Linked DNA regions of Mus musculus: regions 1 and 2 are each linked to region 3. Evidence: chromatin contacts called from public Hi-C and HiChIP or PLAC-seq data. All regions are on one chromosome and are shown on one strand. Each heading gives the region's core, a stretch centred on a gene start, on an enhancer-like site or on the middle of the called end of the contact. The rest is flanking DNA. Distances are from core to core; before and after follow the strand shown. Region 1 has its middle 10 kb from the start of Gm52879. Region 2 has its middle 39 kb from the start of Gm52879. Region 3 holds the start of Tead4 (TEA domain family member 4).

Region 1 (4,976 bases), core at 1,534-4,033, 210 kb before region 3:
TGAGAAGATACCAAGGGGGCAGCAGGAGGCAATTTACAGCTGGGAAAACTGAGCCCTTGGCCAGATGTGGGCCCTGGGCAGGAGGGGGTGGGCTTAACTCTGGGCCTAAGGGCCTAGAGGGGCTCCCCTCTCAGGTCAGCAGCAGCCAGACTTGGTGCTGAGCTGAGAGTCCAGTGAGAGTAGAGAAGAGCAGGACAGGGCAGTGGCCAGGACCTACCCACCTATGGTGCTGGTGACTCAGAGCCATCAGCCAGGGTGAGACATGGGGAGCAGGGTAGGAGAAAGGGAGGCAAAGAGAAGAAGGAACAGAGGGGAGAGGCCAGGAGGAGGTCTGCTGGCTACAACAGAGGTAGAGGGCTTCTTCCCACTCAGGGATCCCGGACGTGGTCAGGAAGAACCAGCTAGAGACCTGCTCACTCTTAGCCAAGCCCTAGGCTCCATCGCCTCCTGAGCACAGAGGGTGTGGATCTCCGGGGCCTCTTGCAGCACTAGACCCTGGAACAAGAGCCAATCCGATACAATCACAATACCAAAGCCAGAAGCCAGAGAACCAGCAAGAACTACCCTTCACCACCAACACAGGATAAACGAAGGACCGAGAGGCCTGGAGAGGTCAAGCGCTATCCTGAAAGTCACACAGCCAGTGAGCAGTACAGTCAGGACCCAGATACCTAAAGTTGGGCTCAGAGACCCAAACTCCCCTCCTCACCAGCCCAGCACAGCCCAGCTCAGCTAAGGGAAGAAAGCTGCCCACTTCAAGAACATCTATGAGGCTGGGAAAAAAAGGGGGTAGGAAGCCAACCCCACTAAGGAAATGCATGCAAAACTCCCTCTGACAAGTAGTGGAATTATTTCCATTGGAAAAAAAATTAATGAAAAACCCTCCCTTACCAGACCCCAGGGGTATTTGGCTGTAAGCTGATGTAATAGGGAGAAAAGAAGCCAAGGGGAAGGAACCCCCCCCCCTACACACACACACACACACACACACACACACACCAGCACGCCTTCTGCCAGAAGCACAACAGGGAAGCTGCAGCTGGAGTTGGGGGGACACAAGCCAAGCAGGATGTTGGAGGCTTGGAAGGAGGCCTAACGCAGCCAAGCTGGCTGGCTGGCTGGCTGGGAGGGAGGGAAGCAGAAGCCTTTGAAATGGGAGCACATGGCGGTACTCCGCTGAGCCCCACATGCAGGTAGGCCCTGGGTGGACACAGACACCAGCACAAAGCCTGTGGAGGGCAGTGGAAGGTGTCTGTGACAAAGCCGGCTGCAGGCAGAGCCGAGAAGCAAAAAGAAGGGGCTGGGAGCCAGGACATCAGGAGGTCAGGACATAACCTGGGATTCGAAGGTGTATACTGGTAGGGAAAAGGACTGTACAAGGACCTCCTTACTGAGCCTGTCACACAGATGGAGGACCGCTGATAAAGTAGGCACGCCTACACAAGGACCTAGGACCCCCACCCCAGCCTGGAACCTCAAAAATACCCAGCAGAGGGCACTGACATGAAGTCATGCCACCATTGCCCCCATCGTGGACAGTGCTTCCACACGGGGAGGCCACCTAGAATGGGGTCCCAGAGAGAGCAACTACCATGGGTAGGGTCTGGGCAGCAACACTAGCTCGATAGGCCAGTTAGAAGTGCAAGGCACACCACCAAACACTCTCATCCCCTACCAGATGCCTACATAGCATCACTAACCAGCGGAAGGCTCTGGCAGCTGGGGCCACCTGGTATCTCCATAGAACAACTAGGGTCCCATCCCTGGCTATGTTTGGGGTACAGACTAATAGGGTACTTAGAGGTAGTAGGTGGGGGTGGTGACAGATCGTGTCCCCATTTCTGGCATCCTGGGAGAATTTCTCTTTCACCCACTAACCCCGCCACGTGCAAAGCTGATCATTACAGGAAGAATAAAAAATGTCCCAGCCTCCGGATCAATGGCCAGTTCAGCGTTTTATCTTGGAAACGTTGAAAATACCCTTGACCTCTCTGAGACTCCAGTTCACGCCATGGGTCTCAAGAGGACAGCCCAGTCCTTGACACAAAACTGTAGGAAAGACATATGAGCCCTGACGCCAGACAAAAACTGCAGACCCAGAAACAACACTCAGAGCACTGAAGACTGAACCTGAAATGGGGTGTGGCTTGGCATCCTGTGGGACTACCCTGCAGAGATCTAAGGCTACACGTGGCTATGACCAGCTGTGGGATGGGGGACTACACCCAGGGGTTGCTGGGAGTAGATGGGCCATGAAATCGGCAGACTCCGCCCACTTCTGGACTCAAGCTGAGCTTCCAGGGAGTTTGCTAGTGCTGTATGTCCCTGCTGCAGGAAAGCTCTGTCCTTGATCTTACAGCACTGCTCTTCCCAGGCTAGTCCTGCCCTAGGCATGACCCCTCCCTCCATGTCTGGCACCAACCACACAGGCTGCCAAGCTGAGGTGGAGGTGGGCAGTCTCAGTTTCCTCAGAGCCCAGTTCTCTGCTTCTGGGCCCCACACAGCCCTGCAACGCACAGCTAGAGTGTAGTCTACAGCAGGAACACCCTACAAAGGGTGTTTGGCCACAGGTAGGGTGCTGAAAGGCCACCTCCAAGCCTGTGACAGTGTCCTGAGACAGCCACTTCTCAAAAGTAGACTGATGCGGCTTCATCTCACTCAGCCTTGCCTCAGAACCATCTAAGAACCTGTGACAAATGTGATTTGAGACTGAGGCAGAGGGCCACATGGCCAGGAAAGCTAGACTGAGTAAAACAACCTGCTGGAAAAAACCAACAGGTTTCCTGCTGCCATCTAGTGGCCAGCACATGGAAGAGCAGGCACCACAACAAGGCCACCAAGAAGTCTCAGGGGCTATATCCCCCTCCCCAACAAGTCCAGACTGAGACTAGGTGACCACAAGTAGAACCCACACAGGAGTCGTGAGTGCCAGATAAAAAAAAAAGTGCAACACCCTCACAAAACAGAAGACCTGCCAGATGTCCATCCAAGGGCTTAGGAGAAAGGGCAGAAAGGCTGGAATGGCGATTGGCCTGAATCGGCAGGCAGCAAAGCATGATGTCAGTCCTGACCATGCCTACTGTCCTGGGTGGCCTTTCCTCCTCTCCTCCTCTGGTTCCTTTCAGCTGTTCTTCCTGTCACTTGCCACAGCCAGGGGCCCCCAGGCTGCGCACTTGTCTTCATGCAGCCCCTCCTTCCCCCATCTGTGCCAGCATCACTGTCTCTTCCATGTCACACACCACCTCCCTCATCCTTCCGCCCTGGGCACCAGTCACTGGCTCACCCATCCATCTTCTCTACTTCTTCGTGTTCACTAGCGGTCGCCCTCCTGTTAGGCAGCTGGCCTCATAGTTCGGCCTACACCTCAGAGACCCTACTTCCAACCTTGGAAGACTGAGGACTCAAAAGAGCTCTAGCTGCTACTGTCCCAAGGCCTCCTTCCTTCTTGTCTTATAGAAGGCCATCTAGCTTCCAGTTTGCTTGTGGGCCTTGAAACCTGAGCGACTGTCAACTCTAAAGCAGCTATCCTGAGAGAAACAGTGGGCCCTCCGGAACCCTGGGCTGTATTGCCCATCCAAGAGGCAAGACAGACATAGTGTGATCTGAGCGCATGCTTCGGTTCACCCCTGATGTCTGTCAAATGCCTGGTAAGTTCCTTCCTCCCGAAAACCTTAACATGCCCCCATTGGTACAACAAAGGATCATTACATGGGTCCTTCTGAGGCCAAAATATCTACAAGATTAACCTACACTAAGATGTCAGTAACTGGTAACTTGGTAACTGGGAAGACAGTGTCGGTCTATCACCCATCCACGCCGCAGAAGCAGCACGCTGGACATGTAAGTGAGGGTGAGGCTATTTTTAACACTGTGACTTGTTTAGCTCTGGGTTAGCCACAGCATGGGGGATGGAGACTCAAGGTCAATACTGGCTCGCACAAAAAGGAAAGCACTTGCCTGGAGCTTGACCTCCAACAAGGTCAGGGTGGCCAACCTCATGTGACACCTTTTGGGAGTAGCTCCAAGGATCACCTCTCACAATGGCAGAGTTAATGCCATTGGTAGCTGAGGAAACTACAACCCAGGACAGTTCTATACTGCAGAGCCAGTGAACTGACCAGGGTGGCTGGCCAGTGGCACTCTTCTATCATGATAGATACTCAGCAGGTAGCCTTCAGTTCTGCCTCCTCTCCTCTCCCCTCCTCTCCAGCAAGTTATTCTCACGAAGCTACCCCCCAACCACATACTCTCAAGTGGCCTTTTTGGCACTGAGATGAGAGATGAAGATCCCCAATCCATACCAAGTTTCCCGTGTGACCTCCCACAGAAGGGCGCTATGATTGGAGACTACACGGGGAATGGAGGCTCTCCAATCTGGCCCGGGTGCTAGCAAATCTTTCACAGCAGGGAATTTTTCCTGTAACAGCCACGTGGCTTTTTAAGTAAATTGAGTACCGGGTGTCACTGCCTCAACCCTACCCTGGTGGAAGGGGCCTGTTGAGGCAGCTAGGTCTGAAGAAGGGGGGTGGGGACAGGCCTCAGAGGAAGAGAGCATGGTGGGTAGAGTCTCTGTCATCGGCAGATGGTGAAGGGGCTTCGGAATAAACCCTCAGAGCCCCAAAATACCTCTTCCATCTGCGTACTCCTGCCAAGAATTCCTCCATGGGGAGGGGGTCAGCTTTGATTCTATGGTCAAAAATAGGCCTGAAACCATAAACCTGTGGACTGGGGCGGGGGGACCCACCATGTACACAGAGTGACAGGAAGGGGTGAGGGGATAGTGAGGTGGTTTAGGAAACTCAGAGGAAACAGCTGCTGGCTCTGGAAGCACATGTGGCTCTGCCTGGGCCTCTCAGGACAATCCTACAGGGGGACAGGGGCATTCAGGCTGGAGCTAGTAATTACCTAGTGGATCTATCACTGCCCTGTGCCAGCATCCAGGGTCCTCATGAGAACCTGTGTGGAAGGAGTAACCG
Region 2 (4,656 bases), core at 1,802-4,301, 160 kb before region 3:
TGTGTGTGTGTGTGTGTGTGTATGTGTGTGTGTATGTGTGTGTGTGTGTGTGTGTGTGTGTGTGTGTGTGCGCGCAGAGGCCAGAAGAGGATGCTGGATCCTCTGGTGCTGTCAGCCACCTGATGTGGGTACTGGAGCTAGAAACCAGAAAGAGATCCTCTGGAGGAGTAGCAAGCACTCAACAGTTACGCCATCTCTCCAAGCTCCTGCCAAGCAATGTTAGGCAAGACAGAAAGACAGAGAAAATCACAGGGACATGAGAAGGGAGAGCAGCCCCTCACCAAGATTCTGATTCAAACCTCTCATAGCAGAGAAGCAAGTTTCAGAGCCGGTGACAACTGCTTGAGGCTTTCCCTAGCCCCAGATGTGTCTGCAAGTTTCTAGGAACCTGACCAGAAAGCTTATTTGCAGGGAAAGGACATGTACTAATTAAACTCCTTGTGCAACTTTGCTGGCTCTTGATTTTACCCGATCTTATTATCATTCCATCCGAGGCTTCCCCAGAGCCACCCTATAACCTCACATCAGGACAGACAGAAGGGCTAGGGAGACGGTTGAGGATAAGGTCCTGATGACCTGAGTTCAATCCCCAGGAACCCATATGACACAAGTAGCGAGTGGACTCCCCTAGCTGTCCTCTGACTTCACACTCAGAGATATACACATGCCCACATCCATAAACATAAACAAAATAAACTAATGTTTTACTTTAATTCTTTCTAATTTAAATGGGGGTAAGGGGGATCTAAGCAAGCTTTTAAAATATAAATTGACAGCCATCAAAATTGCACATATGGCTAATGCTAAGATAACTAACCATGATACTCTCTGAAAAGCCCATTCCCACAATCTCCTCTGATGAGCACATACTCAGTGGCTTTCTCTCTAAGCACCTCTCTCCCTGCTCACCCCTGTGCTTTTAGTCTATATTAAAATACCTTCCATAAAATCTCCAATTCTGCTTCATACTGCTCAGTCCTGAAATTCTTCTCTATGCTGAAGCCACAACCCCTGGTTTGGCCTGAGCTGAGGTTCCTAAAGGATCAGGGAATCTCCTTGAGCTGATGAGGACTACAGCCTGGAACTGGCTGGCTGGCTCCTCACCAGTGACAAATTCACATCCATTTTGGTTTGGTTTGGTTTTTGGTGTGTTTGTTTGTTTGTTTGTTTGTTATTTGGTTGGTTGGTTGGTTGGTTGGTTGGGGTTTGTTTGTTTTGTAATGGTAAGGATGGAACCAAGGGCCTCACACATGCTAGAGATGTGTTCTACCACCCGGCCACACCCCAGCCCCCACAGGTGGTCTTGCTCCTAAAGTCTCTCTAGGTCTTTACCACTCCTGGCAGGTCCCAGCCACTCACCATGGTTTCCATCCATCAATCACTTCCTTGAGCCCAGACCTGCTTCTGTGACCCTCATGCCAAAACCACAAGTATCCCAGGACCTCCCAAGGCTCGCCAACCCATGCCTGCACATAGCAGGCACTCCATTTCTCATGGAGGGAGAGATGGATGGAATTCATCCCTGGCTGGACAACTGGAGCCAGCTACAGTGTACCTCATCCACCTGCCTGGTGTCTTCATTGGCCCTTCAGAGCTGTCTCTCATCTGTCCTCAGGCTGCTCCTCCCTTCTCCCATGAAACCAGGCCCCTTTGAAGTTGGTGTCTCCCCTCCAGCTGCCTGAAGTATACCTCCTCAATCAGGGTGACTACTGAAACTTAGATTTCCCACAACATTCTGCTCTCAGAAGGACTCACCAACCATGCTGTCCAGAATTGGCCTCAGCCTCCCAAATACCTGGAACTATGGCAGACAGCCCCCTATCTCACTTTATACTTTAAACTGTGATTTTTGTGAACCCCATCCTAACTTCTTGACTGAATCATATGTCCAAGGAAAACAAGAACCCGCTTTTGGTGTGTTTTTGTTCTTTTTGACAGGGTCTCATTCAGCCCAGCTGGCTTCAAATTCAGGAGGTAGCTAAGGATGGCCTTAACCTTCCGATCCTCCTGCCTCAGCCTCAGAGTGCTGGGATTATATGCATCATGCCTAGCAACTTCGATCATTTTTATTTATTTCTATATCATCAGAAGATAGCACAAAAATTTAATAAGGATGCAAGGCATGTTGGTAAATGCATGTAATCCCAGGACTCTGGAAGCAGGGGTAGAAAGATCACAAGTTCAAGGCCATCCTCGACTATATAGCAAGACCTTGTCTCAAAGAAAATAAAAAAGACAAGAAGAAGAAGAAGAAGAAGAAGAAGAAGAAGAAGAAGAACAACAAGAACAACAAGAACAAGAAGAAAGAACAAGGACAAGAAGAAGAAGAAAGAACAAGAACAAGAGGAGGAGGAGGAAGAAGAGGAAGAGGAAGAGGAAGGGGAAGGGGAAGAAGAAGAAGAAGAAGAAGAAGAAGAAGAAGAAGAAGAAGAAGAAGAAGAAGAAGAAGAAGAAGAAGAAGAAGAAGAAGAAGAAGAAAGAACAAGAACAGGAGGAGGAGGAAGAAGGAGAAGGAGGGGGGAGGAAGAAAGTGGTGGTGATGCTGATGATAGTAGGGAGGGGATGAAATTCACTAGGGAATTACCTAGCAAAAGACAGGTAAAGACACGAAATGTCACGGGAGTTCCAAAGCAAAGGTTCACTGAAGGTGACTCAGAAGGGCCCTGAAAAGAGCTCCAACTGAATAGAGTCTTGGAGGGCAGAAAGATAGACATCAGAAGGACACTCTGGAAGGTGGAACAGAATAAACTCTGGGGCTAAAAAGAAGTGACCAAAGCATGTTTGGAGGACCAGTCTGGCAGGACCTGTGGGTTCCTGGAAGGCCTAGAGTAGAAGAGAAAAGAAGGTGAGTGTACCTGGGTAACATCCACTCCTTAGTCAGCACAGATGATCACCGCAGCACTCCTGGGCCTCAGTGGGAGAAGAGAAGCCTTGTCCTCATGTTCCCAGCATGTGAGTCTAGCCACCCGGCTAGGTTATAAATAACAACCTCCACTCACTGCACACCTGCTGTGTATGAGGCCCTGAGCTACAAGCTTCTCCCCACAGTCAGGGCTCCTTCCCACAGCCCTGGAAACATTGTATTGTTGTCCGCCTTGTGTAAGCAGGAAGCTTAGGCCAGCAGGGGTGAAAGCTGTCGCCCAAGGCCTGACCTCAATCCCTCCTTCCTAAGACCAGGTGCACTGGGGTCACAGAGTCAGGGAGAACACCCTGTAAACCAGCCCACGACACCGCCACCATGTTGTGTACCAGCAAAGCAGGCTGCTTCTCCCAAATGCCTATGGAGAAGCTCAGAGTAAGCTTAAGGTAGATACATACATACATACATACATACATACATACATACATACACACATCAAGAGATGAAGACACTACACTCACACAGAGAGCAGAAAGGCCGAGGGAAGGTACCCTTATAAATTGTACTTAGAAGGCAGAGGCAGACAGAGCTCTGTGAGTTCAAGTCCAGCCTGGTTAACATATAAGTTCAGGCCAGCCAGTGATATATATATGTGTGTGTGTGTGTGTGTGTGTGTGTGTGTGTGTATACACACACACACACATACATAGTGAGAGACCCTATCTCATATTTATATATATGTATATGTTATATATGGATAATATGTATATAATATATAAGATATAATAAAAGATGAAGAATAATTGAAGAAAACACCCAGTATAGACCTCTAGACTCTACCTACACATGCAAACACATGCACATACTTATAATACACACATGACCTAAAATTTTAAAATATATATATAGAGAGGGGGAGGCAGAGAGAAGGGGGAAGAGGAGAGGGAGAAGGCTCAAAAAAAAAATACAAAAATGTCATAATGGAACCTGTTACTTTGTATGCTAACTTAAAATGAATAAAAAGATGTAACGTATAAATTGACTGGGTGCTGAGATCATGTTACACTGTTAGTTTAGGTGCTACTGGAGGCCCTGGAGACTTTCATCCTGGTCCTCCAAAATGGGGAGCAGGGATGGACAGAAACTTGCCCAAGGCTTCACACGTGGCGGAAGGGAGGGAGCAGATAGGCTCAGTAAAGATGGAGACAGACAGATGCTCTACGAAGCTTCCAGATCCAGCCCTACTTCTCTCTCAGTAAGCTTTGTAGCATTAAAGATAATTTATTCTAGTGCCATCTCCCTAACCAAGAAGGCGGGTAAAAGTAAGACCCCAAGGACAAGTATAGATCATTAACAGTAAATCCAGCGTATGTGTGGCAAATGCATTTGGCTTACCATAAATTACCACATGAACACTAGTTGTTAGTATTAATATTACATCTCTGCTCGCAGAGTTCAAGAGCCCTCCCAAGCAGACCAAATAGAAGAAAAGACAACAGCAGACCATTCTGAAGCACTCCCATTGTTCCTGGCCTTGTGCACAGTGGGTCTTCAACTAAAAGAACTGAGTAACACTTGGAGTTGTACATACCCCAATGTCCTTCCCTCTCTCACCCCACCCACCAACTCTAGACTCAGCCACATCAAGCACCAGGACCAGGCTGATATAGGAAGTGTTGTGATTGTCTGACTCCTGCCTGCTGCATTCCTCAGCTAAATATAAATGATTTGCCAAGTCCATTGTTTGAGATGCTCCACAATCCCTCTCCTATTGCTCGCACCTGGAAAACAAACAC
Region 3 (4,408 bases), core at 1,610-4,109:
GTTCCGGTCCCAACTCTGCCACTCAGAGCTTGTGCAATTCTAAACACGTTATGGTCCCTCCCCAGGTCTCAGTTTCCCCACAAAGGGGCTGGGCATTGACAGAGGCTCCAACAGTGCTCAGCAAACATGTCCTGAGGGCAGGCAAAAGTGGAAATGAGAATATGGGAGCTGGAGAATGAGAAGTACGTTACCTGGTGGCAAAGGGAAGTCTCCCCACCAAATGCCCCGTGCCATGGGCAAAATAAATACGATACACGGCAAGGTTTCCCAAAGGGTGCCCAGGGAACCATCACGCAAAATCCGCTAGTCTTACAAGACCCTGGGTCCAATTCTCAACATGGAAAGGGGGAGCAGGAGGGGGTTCGCCAAAGCAAGCTTAGGAAAACATAGGATCCACCATCTCCAGGGGCACCAGGATGTGCTGACAGATGCTTTGGGAACACCGAGTTTTCAGAGCAAGCTTTCTGCCCTGATTTTGGTTACTCACCCCTATCCCCACCCCCCAGGGTTACTCATCAGGAAACGGAGCCCAGGAGCCTTAAAGGTAGTGAATATCAAGATTCCTGCCTGAGTCTGTCTGACCCCACGCCTGTGAGTTTCTTAACCCATGATCTTAACCCATAAGAGTGTCTCTCTCCTAGGCATGGCCCGAGCAGGGTGGAATAGACTATCTAATCTATATCAGCAGGAGAGAAGGAAAGGTAAACACGAGCCCCTCCCCCTCGCTCCTGACAGGGTTCTCTGTTCCTTCCTTCCTTCCAAGAAACCCTAGCCATCACCTAGGAGTTGTGCTAATGAGCGAGAACACTGGTGCCAAGTCTGTCTGTGACTCTCACACCACTCTCCTGTCAATATCCTGGCCTCAGCTACCAAGTCCGAGGCTGCCTCCCCTTCCCAGCTGTCACTAAAGCATTCCCTATAGGGACCACTCACGTTTCCCCACAGAAACAAGGTAGCCTAGCTAACTGTGAAGAACGAGGGGGAAACTGAGGCAGAGGATCATCCAGTTTGGACCCAGTCTGGGTTCCAGAGCAAGACCCTGGCTATTGAGGAATGAGAGATTGTCTCCCCCTCATTGCTTCAAGGTTCCCACAGGTAGCACTGACTCCCCTGTCCTTGAAGACAACTTAGAAACACTACCAACCACTCAACAAATAGTATCCAAAGTGGTCAACTAAGCCTGGTAAATCCGACCTGTCATCCCAGCACTTAGAAGGCTGAGGTGAGACTGCTGTGAGTTCAAGGCCTCCTTGGTCTTTTGCTTCTGTCTCAGGAAAAAAAAAAAAAGTGGCAGGAGAATGAAAGCCACCTCTTACTAAGGTGGACGTATCATGCCAGCCTAAACTGCAGGAAACTTCTGTCTCAAAAGGAAACAACCTAACAAGCTCTTCTCCTTTTAGGGGGTCCACCCCCATAAACATGACCATCCTAGCCCCTAAGGGCAAACAAAGATCTCAGCTTTGCTTAGCCTACCAGCAGTTCCCTAAGGATTTTGCCAGAACAGGATCCACACTCCCTCACAGAGACAGCTGCCTGGAAGGGGGCAGGTGTAGGCAGCTTCCTGCCAGCAATGCTCAACCCAGCAGGGATGGCAAGAGGGGCACCTCCAACTACTACTGTCAAATTCTCCCTGAACACAAAGAACTTGGAGACATTGTCCCCTGCCGCGGTTCTTCAGGAAGAAGTCAGAGCCAGAACCAACATCCTCAGAGCGAGGACTTGGAGAGGAGAGTCCTGGAGAGGAGGCATCGCACACCCACGCCCACTCCGACACTCGGGATTTCAGACAAGCACCTTCTTCAAGTAGCGATGCACACAGGGTCGCGTTTAGCACAAACAAATCCTCCTCCTGGAAGCAAGGTGAGTCACTGCGCACAGATATCTCTTCCTCGGGAACACCCAAAACTTAAGGATGCTGGCGCAGTAATACCTATCTTTGAACTCACTCACTGAATCGGACGGAGTGTGGGTGTGCCTGGAGCCCCCTGACACGTGTGTGCACCGCGGCGCGCGCCCCTGGGCTGCCTGCTAGAGTATAGTGCCTTGGAGTTTGGGAACTCCGGTCCATCACTCCCATCACTTCTCACCGTGGGGAGCAACGGCGTCTCAAACCCTGGGGACCTCTGCACAAGGTCCAGGCAATACACCTCCCTTATGGGCTCTCTTCTCCAGGCAGAAAAGTAGAAAAGGGCCTGGCTGAGGCTCGTTAGTCTCAACTTCAGCCGAGCGACCCTGCTCTGTCCAGCCCCTAGACTCCACCGCCCGCACGTGCCCCACTGGCCCCCTAGTGTTGCCCGGGACCACGCGGGACGCGGGTGTCCTCCGAACTCAGCAGCCTTACCGGTCCCAGGGTTCGGGAGGCGGGGTGGGAGAGCTCGGCCGGCTGCGGCAGGTCCACGCGGGGCGCCAAGTCTTCCAGCCGCGGCGACCGCTGCGGGGCCCCGAGCGCGTAGCTGAGGCCGGTCCCCACCCCCGGGACTGGAGTTTGCAGAGGAGCCCGGCAGGAATGCACGGAATGGGCGCTGGAATGAGACGCGCGCGGCTGGGGAGGGAGCGGAGGGAGTGGCGCTGCCACCCGCACCTTTGGGAGGAGACCGGGCCAGAGAGAGGCTGGGCTCCACGGCTGGGCGGAGCCCGGGAACCGCGGGCGGCCACGGGACAGGACACGGCGGAGACACCCGGGAACCCCGCGGACCCCTCGGCGCCTCTCGCCGCTCGCACCCACACCCCTTGACTCTGATCTACCGATTTCCCGCTCTCATCCAGCTCCCCACACCCCCGGGTTGCGTTGAGTCCTAACTGTCTCTCCACCACCTCCAGCCGAAAACCGTCCCCTCCGCCGGGGTGGGGCGCGCCTCGCTGCGCTCCTGGAGTACGCGGACAGGAGCAGGAAGGGCTGTTCCCTTCCCCGAGGCTGCTACGGAGGACACTCGCTCCGGGAGCAGGAAGCAGGAACTCCCGGCTCTGCTCCCAGATCCGCCACCGCTTTCCCTCGCCAGCCCTCCCCAACATCAGTCTTTCAGTTCTTTCCTTGTCCCTTGGGATCTGCAGAACTGTCACTTCTCAAAGAGCAGGAAAGGAGAGACCAGTCATGGGTCTACCGGATGCTGGGAGAAATAATAAAGATTAGGTCCCAGCAGTGGTTCATAGAGAGCTGGAACTTAGCTGGTTACCCAAGGTACAGGACAGAGTCGCCATGAAGTTAGAAGTCTGAGTTTTAAAGAAGGGTGCCAGATCAATTTAGGAGAAACACGTGAGCTCGGGCTGCGAGTCTTTAGAACCATTTGGCTTAAATCAGTTACTACCTAGCTCCCGCATTCACCTTGTCACTTTGAGAAACTTAAAATCAAAGAAAAGCCTTCACTATTCCCCAAAATCAAACAATCTCTGAAGCACTAGCATTAAGCTTTTATTGGTGTGGCTCTCCCAGCCAGAGCTGGTGAAACAAACTCGGGCCAGCAGTAAATCTCCAGAATTATCTTATCGTTTGCTCAACGCTAACAACGCAAGATGGAGATACACATACTACATGAGGGTAGGGTAGCACGGGGAGACGCTGAAAGAAAGTATTATAAATGTCAGGGTTGTGACCGAGAGAGGCGATCTAAAGAGTCCACGGAAATGCCAGCATCACCACGGGACTGAGTATCTATCCAGCCTCGCAAAGCGAGGACTTTGAAGGATGCAGCCCTCATTTGGATGTATAACTTCTGGTGAGCTTATTAAATGGTGAGTCATAACAAAGCCTGGTCACATCCCATTCACATGAAAAGAACATTGCAAGGCAGCAAGCGTATCTGTGAGCGTGAAGTACAGACTGTCCCACCACTTAATTGGACACTCCTTCATTGAACCTGGTACCAAGCTCAGTGCAGAAACAGACCCCTGCCTTCAAGAGGTTCACTGTCGAAGCCAGACAGTAGTTCATTATTGCAAATCCACATGAATTTGAGAACAAAACCAACAGAATTAATTCAAGGCACTGGGGTGACTTTCCCCAGTTTAATGTCTACTCCCTGTGTGTGCTAGGCAATGCTCTACCAGTGTGCTATGGCCCCAGCCTTGATTCCTTTTGGTTTCTGAGACTGAGTCTACTGAGTTAATCAGGCTGACCTTGAACTCTCTCAGCTGCTCTGGCCTCAGCCTTAGGAATAGCTGGAATTCCATTACAGGTCTCTGCTACCAGGTCTGCGGGGTGACCTTGATCCAGCTCTTGATGGAAACCTGAGTTCACCAACCGCTGTTTCAGGAAGGTTTGGTGTGAAAATAAGAGCTAGTAGGTGCTACACACCAGTGGGGGTCCACATGTGAAACGACAGCAGGACCTGAAAACCAGCATGAACCAAAGACTAAGAGAGGTGAGCCCCAGACTGTGAGGCTCATACAAGCTATACTGAAGATGTGGCCG

What was found. A called contact is a pair of places that touch in the nucleus more often than the background predicts. HiChIP or PLAC-seq counts read pairs in DNA pulled down with a chosen protein or histone mark.
Region 1: a contact with region 3 is called in a Hi-C map of cerebellum, with 2.6 times the contacts expected there. The contact joins the enhancer-like site here to the promoter of Tead4 in region 3. A contact is called at or near these places in 7 of 484 Hi-C or Micro-C datasets (the HL-1 cell line, cerebellum, embryonic stem cells and 3 more) and 5 of 115 datasets of contacts at active chromatin or transcription factors (embryonic stem cells, extraembryonic endoderm stem cells, pancreatic cancer cells and 2 more).
Region 2: an H3K27ac HiChIP or PLAC-seq map of trophoblast stem cells shows a contact between it and region 3, with 18 read pairs. The contact joins the enhancer-like site here to the promoter of Tead4 in region 3. A contact is called at or near these places in 10 of 39 promoter capture datasets (the 3T3-L1 cell line, cranial neural crest, embryonic stem cells and 3 more), 6 of 484 Hi-C or Micro-C datasets (the HL-1 cell line, embryonic stem cells, nephron progenitors and 1 more), 8 of 115 datasets of contacts at active chromatin or transcription factors (embryonic stem cells, extraembryonic endoderm stem cells, pancreatic cancer cells and 2 more) and 2 of 9 other capture datasets (adipose tissue and liver).

What each region holds. Positions count from the first base shown.
Region 1 is chr6:128,088,893-128,093,868 of GRCm38.p6, forward strand. It overlaps a transcript of Tspan9 not described here. Among named protein-coding and RNA genes, the nearest start is that of Gm52879, 10 kb to the right of the region's middle. Within about 2 kb of position 2,784, at least 59 of the 459 cell types and tissues checked have an H3K27ac peak or open chromatin away from gene starts, as enhancers often do. A contact at or near this core is called in cerebellum, embryonic stem cells, palatal mesenchyme and 1 more, where this site is marked.
Region 2 is chr6:128,137,845-128,142,500 of GRCm38.p6, forward strand. It overlaps a transcript of Tspan9 not described here. Among named protein-coding and RNA genes, the nearest start is that of Gm52879, 39 kb to the left of the region's middle. Within about 2 kb of position 3,052, at least 11 of the 459 cell types and tissues checked have an H3K27ac peak or open chromatin away from gene starts, as enhancers often do. A contact at or near this core is called in trophoblast stem cells, where this site is marked.
Region 3 is chr6:128,297,954-128,302,361 of GRCm38.p6, forward strand. Tead4 (TEA domain family member 4) reads right to left here and starts at 2,860. Exons shown (of 12, transcript NM_011567.2): 1 at 2,342-2,860.